Regions from separate parts of the Mus musculus genome. Here region 1 is linked to region 2. Evidence: chromatin contacts called from public promoter capture Hi-C data. All regions are on one chromosome and are shown on one strand. The core of a region is the stretch at or near the end of the contact, and the rest is flanking DNA. Distances in the headings are between cores, read along the strand shown. Region 1 overlaps Siae (sialic acid acetylesterase). Region 2 holds the start of Nrgn (neurogranin).

What was found. Promoter capture Hi-C pulls out the DNA fragments that hold promoters and counts their contacts.
Region 1: a promoter capture Hi-C map of hippocampal neurons shows a contact between it and region 2, with 3 times the contacts expected there. The contact joins the enhancer-like site here to the promoter of Nrgn in region 2. A contact is called at or near these places in 20 of 39 promoter capture datasets (the 3T3-L1 cell line, the C10 cell line, the HPC-7 cell line and 11 more), 30 of 484 Hi-C or Micro-C datasets (the 3T3-L1 cell line, 8-cell embryo, B cells and 16 more), 9 of 115 datasets of contacts at active chromatin or transcription factors (the SCID.adh cell line, bone marrow-derived macrophages, craniofacial prominence and 6 more) and 4 of 9 other capture datasets (adipose tissue, embryonic stem cells, liver and 1 more).

Annotation. Positions count from the first base shown.
Region 1 is chr9:37,635,539-37,640,957 of GRCm38.p6, reverse strand. All of the region lies in intron 7 of Siae (sialic acid acetylesterase), which reads right to left. Among named protein-coding and RNA genes, the nearest start is that of Tbrg1, 19 kb to the left of the region's middle. Within about 2 kb of position 3,622, at least 12 of the 459 cell types and tissues checked have an H3K27ac peak or open chromatin away from gene starts, as enhancers often do. A contact at or near this core is called in cortical neurons, hippocampal neurons, neural progenitor cells and 1 more, where this site is marked.
Region 2 is chr9:37,550,426-37,555,227 of GRCm38.p6, reverse strand. It overlaps Nrgn (neurogranin), which reads left to right and starts at 2,483. Exons shown (of 4, transcript NM_022029.2): 1 at 2,483-2,691. The coding sequence starts at 2,677.

The sequences.
Region 1 (5,419 bases), core at 2,373-4,872, 85 kb before region 2:
AAAGCTCTGCTGGAGGGACAGATCTGAGCATAACAAAATAAATTTGTAACTACATAAAATGGTATGGATTGAAAGCTAAATTGGTGGTACAGCAATTTGAGTTTATATTTCAAATAGACAGTGATTACCGTTGTACAAAGGCATGCCTCATAATATATTTAGAAGTTTAAAAAAAAACACAGGCAAAAAAAAAAACATATGAGAAACTAACTATCCAAGGAGCCCTGCTTGGATGAAGAACTGTTTCTTTTGAGAAGCAGTTCTTGAAGAAGAACTGCTGTTTTGAGAGAGGGTGCAGTCTACCTGGGACAGGGGAGGTTATGAGGGAAATGCAAAGTTGGAAGGACAGCTGGCCAAGTGTATGAACCCTGTTGCTGTTTGATTCTGTGAATGATGGGAGCCACTGAGTATATGGTGGCTACCGAGCCCTGTGGCTCAGCGGAGAACTTTAAAATGGTCAGCCTTAAAGGAATCTCAGTTCAATGAGTGTCACTGAAACTGCTTGACATAGTAAAGGTAAATTGTAAAGACAGCATGGTGACTGGACAGAGAAACTGGCTGCCCATGAAGCATTGTGATGTTTGTTAGAATTAGAATTTGAGTACCCACAAAAGTGCATATTGAAGAATTGGTCCCCAGTCCATGGTGCTGGAAAGGAGGTAAAAGTATCTTTGAGAGATGGGGCCTACTAGGAGGAAGTTAAATCACTGGGAAGTTGATTTCAAAGTGAATATTAAACTGCCAGTCTCTTCCCCCAACCTCCAGGTACCATAAAGTGAACAGGCTTCTCTGACACATACCCCATAATGATGACAACAGGACCACCTAGATACAGACTGCAATCTGACCAAAACAAGCCGTTCTCCTGTTAAGTTGACTTGTCTCAGGAACTCATTACGGTGGCAAAAGGCTTAATATTTATAGAAATAGACAACATAGACATAGACATAGACATAGACATAGACATAGACATAGACATAGACATAGACATAGACATAGACATAGACATAGACATATGCAAGCACCCTAGTGGAGTAATAATGGGAACAGGATGCTCAGAAATTAAACAAACCAACAGGGCCAGACAAACACAGGACTCAAGAGAAAGCATTACGTGCATAGCTTAGAATCAATAACATTTGGATTAACTTTTGGGGATCTAGGGCAACTCACCAAAGACAACCAGAATGTACAGAAAATATTGTTCCAGAAAGAGCCTGTGAAGGATCAACAGCTAGGGTAGTATCAGTCAGTCCATTCAGTCATCCTCTCAACAAATGTTTACTTGACTCAGGCACCAACCTCACCAAGAAGATAGAATAGGGAAAAAAAATTGCAAATTTTTTACAAGATCACATTCCAGAGGAGAGACATGACTAATGAACAAAATAAGACAAAAGTGATAACTCACTTTACCATCAAGAAAATAATAGATATACTGAAAAATATATATTATATGTAATATGCATATTACATATATATTATAGAAAAGAGAGAGTTCTGGGGCTGAACAAAGACAACAACAAAGAGAGAGAGTAAGCTACGTGGCTATTGAAGCATGTTAGGAAGAATTTTAAGATGATACACTCTGACCTTTATATGACCCTTATATCCTTATATGATATTACATCCTTTGTGATGGGGACCTGAAGCTTGCTTCTCACTAACAGACTATGGTAATGGGATGTTACTCCTATGATTACATCCTGTAACACGGCAAAGAATGCCTTTGCAGATGTAATGTTGCTAACCAGTTGGCTTCAAGATCACCAAAAAGGAGGGAAGCTTGGTGAGCCTGACCAAGTCAGGGATGCCTTTCAGACAAGGTCTGGTGCCATGGAGTGGCCCTGCTGCCCTTCAGAAATCTGACTGCCATAAGTCCTATTGCAGCTTCAAGAAAATTAACTTTGCCAACAATGATGGGAGTTAAACAAGAACCCCAAGTCTCAGAGGAGACTCAAGCTCTGCCAGACACCATTTCTGTAACCACAAGCAGAGGCTGTAGCTAAGCCATCTGTGTCCCAGCTCACATCACACTCATGGGAATTGCGAGATAATAAATAAATATATGTTGGATGGTTTTAAGCTGCTAAATATAGTACTATGTAGCAATAGAAAATAAACACTTTGCAGGCAGGAAAAAAAGAATTAAAGAACTTAAAGTCAGAGTACGCCTAGTGTATGTAAGGAAAAAAAATTAGGCGGCCAGTATGAGTCAAATGGAATAGGTAGAGAGCATTGAGAAGTAAGGTCAGGAGGTGATGGGAGCAAAGCATACTTGGCCTTGTTAGCATCAGCTGCCACTCAAATGGGAGAGGGGGGACCCTGGAACCTTGACTGATACTCTGAGAATGTCCTAAAGAGTCAAGGTAGAAGCAAGGAGGGTTTGGAAGGCTCTGATAAGAGACACTAAGTCAATGGGAGTCTTGGCTAGTGAAGGAGCAGTGAGGGTAAGTGCTAGACTCTAGACAGTGAGCAGTAAGACTAACTACTTCATGCTGAAAGTTGATATGCCCCTTAGCCTGCAAAGAACAGAGGCTCCTGGAAGATTCTTGACCTAGTCAAAGTACTGAGAACAAATGGCTATTGAATGCCAAGCATAAATTCAATGACTGTATGAATCCCTCCAAAGGTCAGGGAGCATTGAGGAAGAAGCAGAGAAGAATGTAAAAGTCAAAGGAAGGGTATACCTTTAGAGGAATGGACCACTAACTTCTGATTCTAACACAGACAAAAAAAAAAAAAAGGCAAAAATTTTACAAGATCACATTCCAGAGGAGAGATATAGCCAATGAACAAAATAAACAAGAGAGAGCAAGCCATGTGGATACTGAAGCAGGTTAGGAAGAATTCTAAGATGATACACTCTATGTGTGTATCTAAGGATACATATACCCTTACATTATATGTGAGTTATACTGGAACTCACAACTCATTATGTCTGTGATTACCTGCATAAAAGCTGTAAAAGACTGGGCTTGTCAACAATATCATGAAAGTGGGAGGGGCTCATGGACTCCTACCCCCACCCCTGCTCCTCCACTGAGGATTTATATGTAGTTAACAGTTGATAAGGAGAGACATTTCCTCCAGTGATGTAGCTACTGGTAAGGTACCCAAGCTCCGATAAGCAAACCTGCACCCATGATACCGCATTGGGACATGGACAGACACACAAGTATACACTCACACACATACACACTCATACACACACATGACATGAAGAGGAGCTACCTGGAAAGAGAAGCAGGATTAGCAAGAGGGAGAGGGGACAAGAGAGAGTAATGGGGTGAATGTGACCAAATTGCTTATGTACATGAAGAAAATATCCTGATGAAACCTATCATTATATATAACTAGTATACCATAATAAAAGATCAAATGAAAAAAGAAGAAAAAAAAAACCTTACAACTACTGTGACACAGTATTTCCTGCTATTTCTTACTTTCTTAGTTTTTTGGTTCCTACGAGCACACTGTTCTTTGATTTAGACAGCACCTTCTTCCCAGTCCTAGTTCCAGCCAATGGAAGACATCCACCTACTTTCTGTCTCTCTTACAAACACGATCTAACAGTAAATCAGACCACAGTCTGGCCAGCATCCAAATTGTCGTTTGACACTCTTTCAAAACGTCTGACCCCATCAGGGAAGCTACACAGACTGTTCTATCCAGTCTTACTCATCCTGCTGCCCAGAAGAAAAAAAAAGCCTCATATCATCACATGGCCAGAAGAAACTTTAAAGATGTTTTCTGCTTCGTGAGTGACGAGTGTGACATTAGGAAAACAGAAAGCTGAAACAGTGACAAGCCACAGCCTTGACTATGGCACAGAATTAAAGGAACATTCCAGTTCTCTTGTTAAGATTCAGCATGCAAATCTGTCTTAACATAGGAAATGACAAACTGTGCTTCACACCAGAATCTCATAAAAACTAAAAGAATAAGGCTGAGGAGACAGCTCAGCCAATACAGGGCTTGCATGGAAAGTCTGATCACCAGAAATCACATCCCAGCACTGTGGAAACAGAGACCACATTCCAGGCTAATGAGTGACTTGATCTCAAAAAATGATGGATAGCACATGACCAACCATACCCAAAGTTGTCCTATGGTCTTCTACATATAAGTGCATGCACCTGCACCAACACACACACACACACACACAGAGAGAGAGAGAGAGAGAGAGAGAGAGAGAGAGAGAGATCTAATGAGTAATCCATCTTCTTTCAATGCAAGGACTGCAAGTGGAACCCGAGTCACCAGCAAGTGACATAATAGGAACGAACCAACAAAGTCACTAGAAACAGCCTAAAGTTCAACACAAAGACCCACTACAATCGACCCTCAAAGTCAAAAAGTCCTTTCCTCAAAATGGCAGTTGACTGAGAATTCCCTTAATTGTCCAGACGGCACTGCTGCACCCTGGCCACGTGGGGGCACCAGCATACTCCACACCCAAATGAAATGCTTGTGTTTTTTTCCTAATCTGAAGTACTGCGAAGAAGCTTGGTTCAACCTCCCATGGTGCTTCTTACAAATACGAAGACTAATGAAGATATGTAACTGCCAAACAAAAAAAACCCACAAAACTGGTCACATTCAAAAGATGTTACAAATACTAGTGAAGTTTTCAATCTGTTCCTCCAAGATCCCTTTTAAACCCGGCCTCCAGATCTTCCTTCCCTCATGCTTCCAGCCACCTGTCTATCAGTAACTCTTGAGTGCCCCACCAGCCATGGTCTCTTCCATGGGCTCCAGTCCTGAATTTCTAACTGTGATCTCACCGCTGCATTACTTCAAACACCATCTGTCATCTTTCCTAACAAGACAGCTCTCCCTGCAAATGTCCTGACTTCTTACAACAATAATAAATGCTAGCACCCAGCATGTTTTCACATAGATTAAGTCATGCAATACTTAAAATAAGAAAGATGTTTGTTCACAATTACACAGCTCAAAGAGTAGGAATCCCAGATGTGTAACTCCAGTCCCAGACCTTGTACCACACTATCTTGAGTTGTCATATTGGGTGTTTCCCTTTGAATCCACATACTTATATAAATACATATGGTAATATAAAAAGTAACTAGCATATTTTTGTTGGTGATAAAGTTAAGGCTAAAGGGTAAGAGGCTTCTGCAAACTGTCAAATTTAAAAGACCAGATGCCATGGTTATATGCATCCAAGTGCATATTTTTCATACGAACTACATAGTCACCTTCAAACAACAAGTACATGTAAAAAAAGAAAGTAAGTCATTAAGCCATGCTAGGTGGAAGAAAGTCAACAAAAACCCTTTCTGGGAAACAGGGCACAGTGGCCGGGGAGATGGGTCAGTACACATTTCCCACAAAAGCATTAAGACAAGTTCAGATCCACCCAACCTACATAAAGCCAGGATAGGTGGCACACATC
Region 2 (4,802 bases), core at 1,234-3,733:
AGGCAGAGTCCAGATCTGATATCCTCTCTGCCCCTCTGTTTCCCCCTTCCGTCTCCCCTCTGGGTCCTGGAGTAAAAGCACAGGGGAAGTTGGCACAGGCAGAGGCTACAGATGTGTTTGTCATTTAGGCAAGGACCTTAGTTCCTAGGACATCCTGCCATTTGGTGGAGGGGGGGGGGGACTAAAGATGTGCCAGAGACAGATTGGGGAACAGATTTGCTGTTACAGGGGTGGGTGGGTCCCAAACATGCTGGGAGAGACACCCCTACACCCCAACCCTGGAATCCCAGCCAGCCTTCAGCTCAGCTCGGAGCCCCAAGCTGGCTAATCATGTTCCCAACCTGAGTGGACACTGGTATATCCCTCCCACTCATTCTCCCTTTAACAAGGAAAGCCATGACCTAGACACTCAGTGGAATAGAAGCATTCAACAGTCCTAGTGTGGCTGGCCTGTGACAGTGGGATCCATTGCAGCTTGGCTGTTTGAGGTCCCTTGTCCTGTTCAGAGACACCAGGCATTTCTTCCTCTCTACTCTAAGCAGTAATTTTTTTCCCTGTCCCTCCTTGGAGAACTTAGCTGAGGAGGACTTGAGTTTTCTCAAAGGGATCCCAACCACCTGGGTATCATGTGATACAGTCAGCTATACTACCCTGACAGGCTAGGAGGTATCATGTGATACAGTCAGCTATACTACCCTGACAGGCTAGGAGGTATCATGTGACACAGTCAGCTATACTACCCTGACAGGCTAGGAGGTTTAGAGACCACAAAAAGGTCAAGCTACATACCCCAGATGTTCCTTTCCATATCTCTGCTTTCCAGCCTCTCTCTAAACCACATCCTGCCCCAGCATGGGCCCAAAGGGCCAAAACCAGTGATAACCGCAACACTGCTTGGTTTGACAGCATCCTTTTTCTTCCAAAGAGCAAGTGTGAGGGTGGCTAACTTTTGTCTTATTTTGAAGCGGTGAATCAAAAGGTTAGGAAGTCTAGTGTGAGGAGTGGGATGGGTGGGTGTGCTAAGTCTGTACCAGGATATAAATACATTCAAAGTGGGTGCTGGGTGTACGTGATTTTATTTGGTGCAGATGGATGGAAGGATAGATAGATGGATAAGTAGACAGATAGATCACAGGTCATGGAGAGATACAAAATAGATACTTGGTCGGTGATGATGGAAGACACTTAGAACTAGTCAAAATACTGAGAATTAGAGGCTATTGGATGCCAAGTCATAGAGAGGACACATATATACCAATACTTCCAAGGCTCAGGAAACATCATGGAAGAAGGGGTAGGAAGAATTTAAGAACCAGAAGAAGGGGGGTGAGGTATGGAATGATGATTTCCAGTCATGACTTGGCTATTGAGTTAACAACAGCTGGATCACCTGCACAAGATCTCCACAAGAGTGGGCCCATTAACACTCTATCATGGAAAGAGGAGGGGCTTATGAGGTACCACCCCACCCTGAAGATTTATACACAATTAATAGTTGGTGAGGTAGGGAGAGACATTTACTTTAGGGGTGCAGTCACTAGTACAGTGCCTACAATGCTGTAAAGAAGCCCTTGCCCGTGCTCCTATAAACAACACTAACAAAATTCAATGGGTTCCTTCTCGACACCCCCCCATTCCAAAAAAAAAGACATGGCAATAAAAGGGATACTTGTGGAAAGAGTAGGGGTTATCAGGAGTGGGAAGGGGCAAAAGAGGGTAACCAGGTGAACATGGTTTAAAGGGCACAAGTAGGTCACAATGGAATCAATTAATACGTAGAATCAACGTGTGACAATACAGTGTTCTTGCTAAAAATTTTAAAAAGAAAACACTTAGTGCAGACATTGCCAGCAGTGAGAATGCAGGTATTTTTGTCTATGTGCTAACTAACAGGAGGTCTACCGTTTACCTGTGCTTCACAGGGTGTGTGGACACGGCCCTGTGGAGTTGTTTTTGCCTATTGTGTCTGCAGTGTCTGTATGTGGGAAGATACACCACACCACCCCGCCTGGGAGTATGTATGGATGCATGAGGCTTGGAGCGTCTATGTCACTATGTGCCCATCATGTAGGCTGTCTACCATCAGGTTTCTCTGTAACTAGAGTGAGGAGGGCATCTCTGCAGAGAGGGGAAATAGAGGGAGTAATGTTTGGGACTCTAGAACAGGGAGGTGGGTGAGGTTCGTGGTTTTCTATCTATGGGCGGTAGGGCGTGCTGCACCCAGATGTGTATTTGTGCCCTGGATGTTGGAGGCCTTGTGCTTACTCCGACGTACATCTGCCTGGCAGTCTGCGACTTAGAAAGCGGGGGGGGGGGTGAATTTGGGAGATGGGGTGTGTAGGAGGAATGGATGGAAGTGTGTAGGTGGAGAGGTTGGAGCACCAAAGCGAGCGAGGCGGAGAGAGTCGAGAGAAGGAGTGGTCCTCGCTCCAGTTCTCCCCGCCCACCCTGCAGAAAGTGTCTTCTGATTGGCTTCGAGGCCGCAGGGCTCAGGTTACATTCGCAAGAGTTGCGGAGCGCGGGAGACCGGACCCAAGAGGAGAGAGGCTGGTTCTGCAAGGATTCTGCGCTGGTCGGGGAGTGCCCGACAGCCCCTGAGCTGCCACCCAGCATCGTACAAACCCACCCCCGCTCTGCGCCAGGCTCCACCCCAGCCAAGGACCCTCAACACCGGCAATGGACTGCTGCACGGTAAGTCCATACTTGAACTCAGCGTGTTCTGGGGCAAGGGGCACACGAGAACCCCTGGGGGGTGAGTGAGGGATGGAAGTGGGTGCGGAAGACCTAGGAACAATGTGGGAAAGAATGGTGCTGAAATATTGTATTGGATGATGGAAGGCGCCTGCCTGATCTGAGCCAAGCCCTGGGGAAAATGCTCCCCAGCTCGCGGGGGCGTCTGAGCGCCCATGGGCCAGACAATCTAGGTTGTATCTGGATCTGAGCAGAGCTTTCATGCAGGAAAGCTGCTGCTTAGACGAGAGGTGGAACTTCCCCCACGGAGACACAGGAAAGTTGCTGGTGTGCTAGTCCTTTCCCTTGGTATTTTTTGGCCCCCAAACGATTTCCTATCCCACTGCTGCTGTCGCGGACTGTGGCAAGATCTTCACGACCCTCAGATGATCGTCTAAGCCCTTATGTGGCGAAGTCGGGGAGAATCCACCCTGGTCTTGGTGGTGATGGGCAGGAAAGAACCTAGTCAGTGTGGTTCTGGGGTGGAGCTGGTTCAGCCCCCAAAACCTTCTCCTTTGGAAGGTGCTGGGTGAGTGACCGTGAGAGGGCCCTGTGGGCAAGGGGAGGAAGTGTCTATCAGCGCCTACACGGAAACTGGATGCTGCAAGTGCCTAACGCCAAAGCAGATCTTGTTAAGGGCTCTTGTATGAAGGCATCCAGCACTGGTCCTGGCTCCTAGCTGGCTAAAGGAGTTGAGTGACCCATACCTATATAAAACGTGTTTGCTTATTCTTAGCCTCCGATCTAAGGAAAGAGACGACTCCAAATTCCTAGTGTTTTCTTTCTGTCACTCTGGCTAAAGACTCCAGAGGTTACTTAACGACAGCAGGAACCCCACCTTTCTCCCACAATGTGCAAAATAAATAAGTTTGGAAGGGAGGAATAGCCCATATCTTTGAGAGGTGACACTTCCCAATGCCCAGTGTCCAAGACGCAGTGAGAACTTAGGGGCAAGCCATTGCTGACATTTTAACTCTTGTTAAATAAATAACAGCTGCCAGAGTGCCTGATCACCCCAGGTAGGTAGGTCTTTTACAGTTGTACAAATGGGGCTTAGAAATGTGATTTTTTTTCCCCAAGTAGGCACCTTTGACAAGTGTGGAGCCCTGTCCTCTCAAAAGATTGCCCTCCAATCCCTCTTTGAAGCATACTGATTTTCATTACTGTAAATGCTCATAGCAGTAAATGTATAGATCAGAAAAAATATATACATATACATATACATATACATATACATATACATATACATATACATATACATATACATATACAAGCATGCCAATCACATACAGTTCCGCCCTTTGAAGAACACTATCCAGGGCTTCTTCCAAGGAAGCGGTTTGCTATTCTCCAGGGAACAGTTTGTTTGCTTATTTGCTTATTTACTTACTTATTTTTGGTGCTGGGGATTGACTTCTGGACTTTATGCCTGCTAAATATGTACTCTGCTTCTGAGCTACACACTGAGCCCAAGAATCACTTTTTGGCTGGGAAAGGAAAGGTGTGGGTCTTCAGTCTCAATTGAGGAAGAGCCCCTCATCCCCAGCAATGTTCCATTAAGTAAAAAAATAAAAAATAAATAGATAGATGGCAGATTATGAGATATGAGTCAACAGGGGAGGAGGGTAACTGCTAGGCAAGAAAGAAAAGGCTGAGAAGCCAAGAAGGATGGGGAAAGGAATCGGGAGATGTGCCAGCAGGGAAGACATGAATGGGTGAAGACTCTAGGAAGCCTGAGAAGGATGAAGAGGGTGAGATGTGGGGCTCAGGCCTCCAACCTTGTCTCTCCTGGTTAGTGCTTATAAAAATACCCAGGAAGCCATTGGTGCATGGCAAGTAGATAGCTACACCACAGATAACTAATACTGATAGATAATGGCTGAGGGTGTGGTTAATGTGTTTGAAATCAGTGTCCCCTAGAGGAAGAGGGACTGCCAGAGGTATTGAATGTCCAGGGTCCAGGGGCACCTCCTGCACTGGGCCCTGACACAGTCTCTGTTTTTTTATGTCCCAAGTCCACTGGACCAAAGGGCCAGATAATATTCAGCATCAGTCTCATTCTGTGGAGTTGG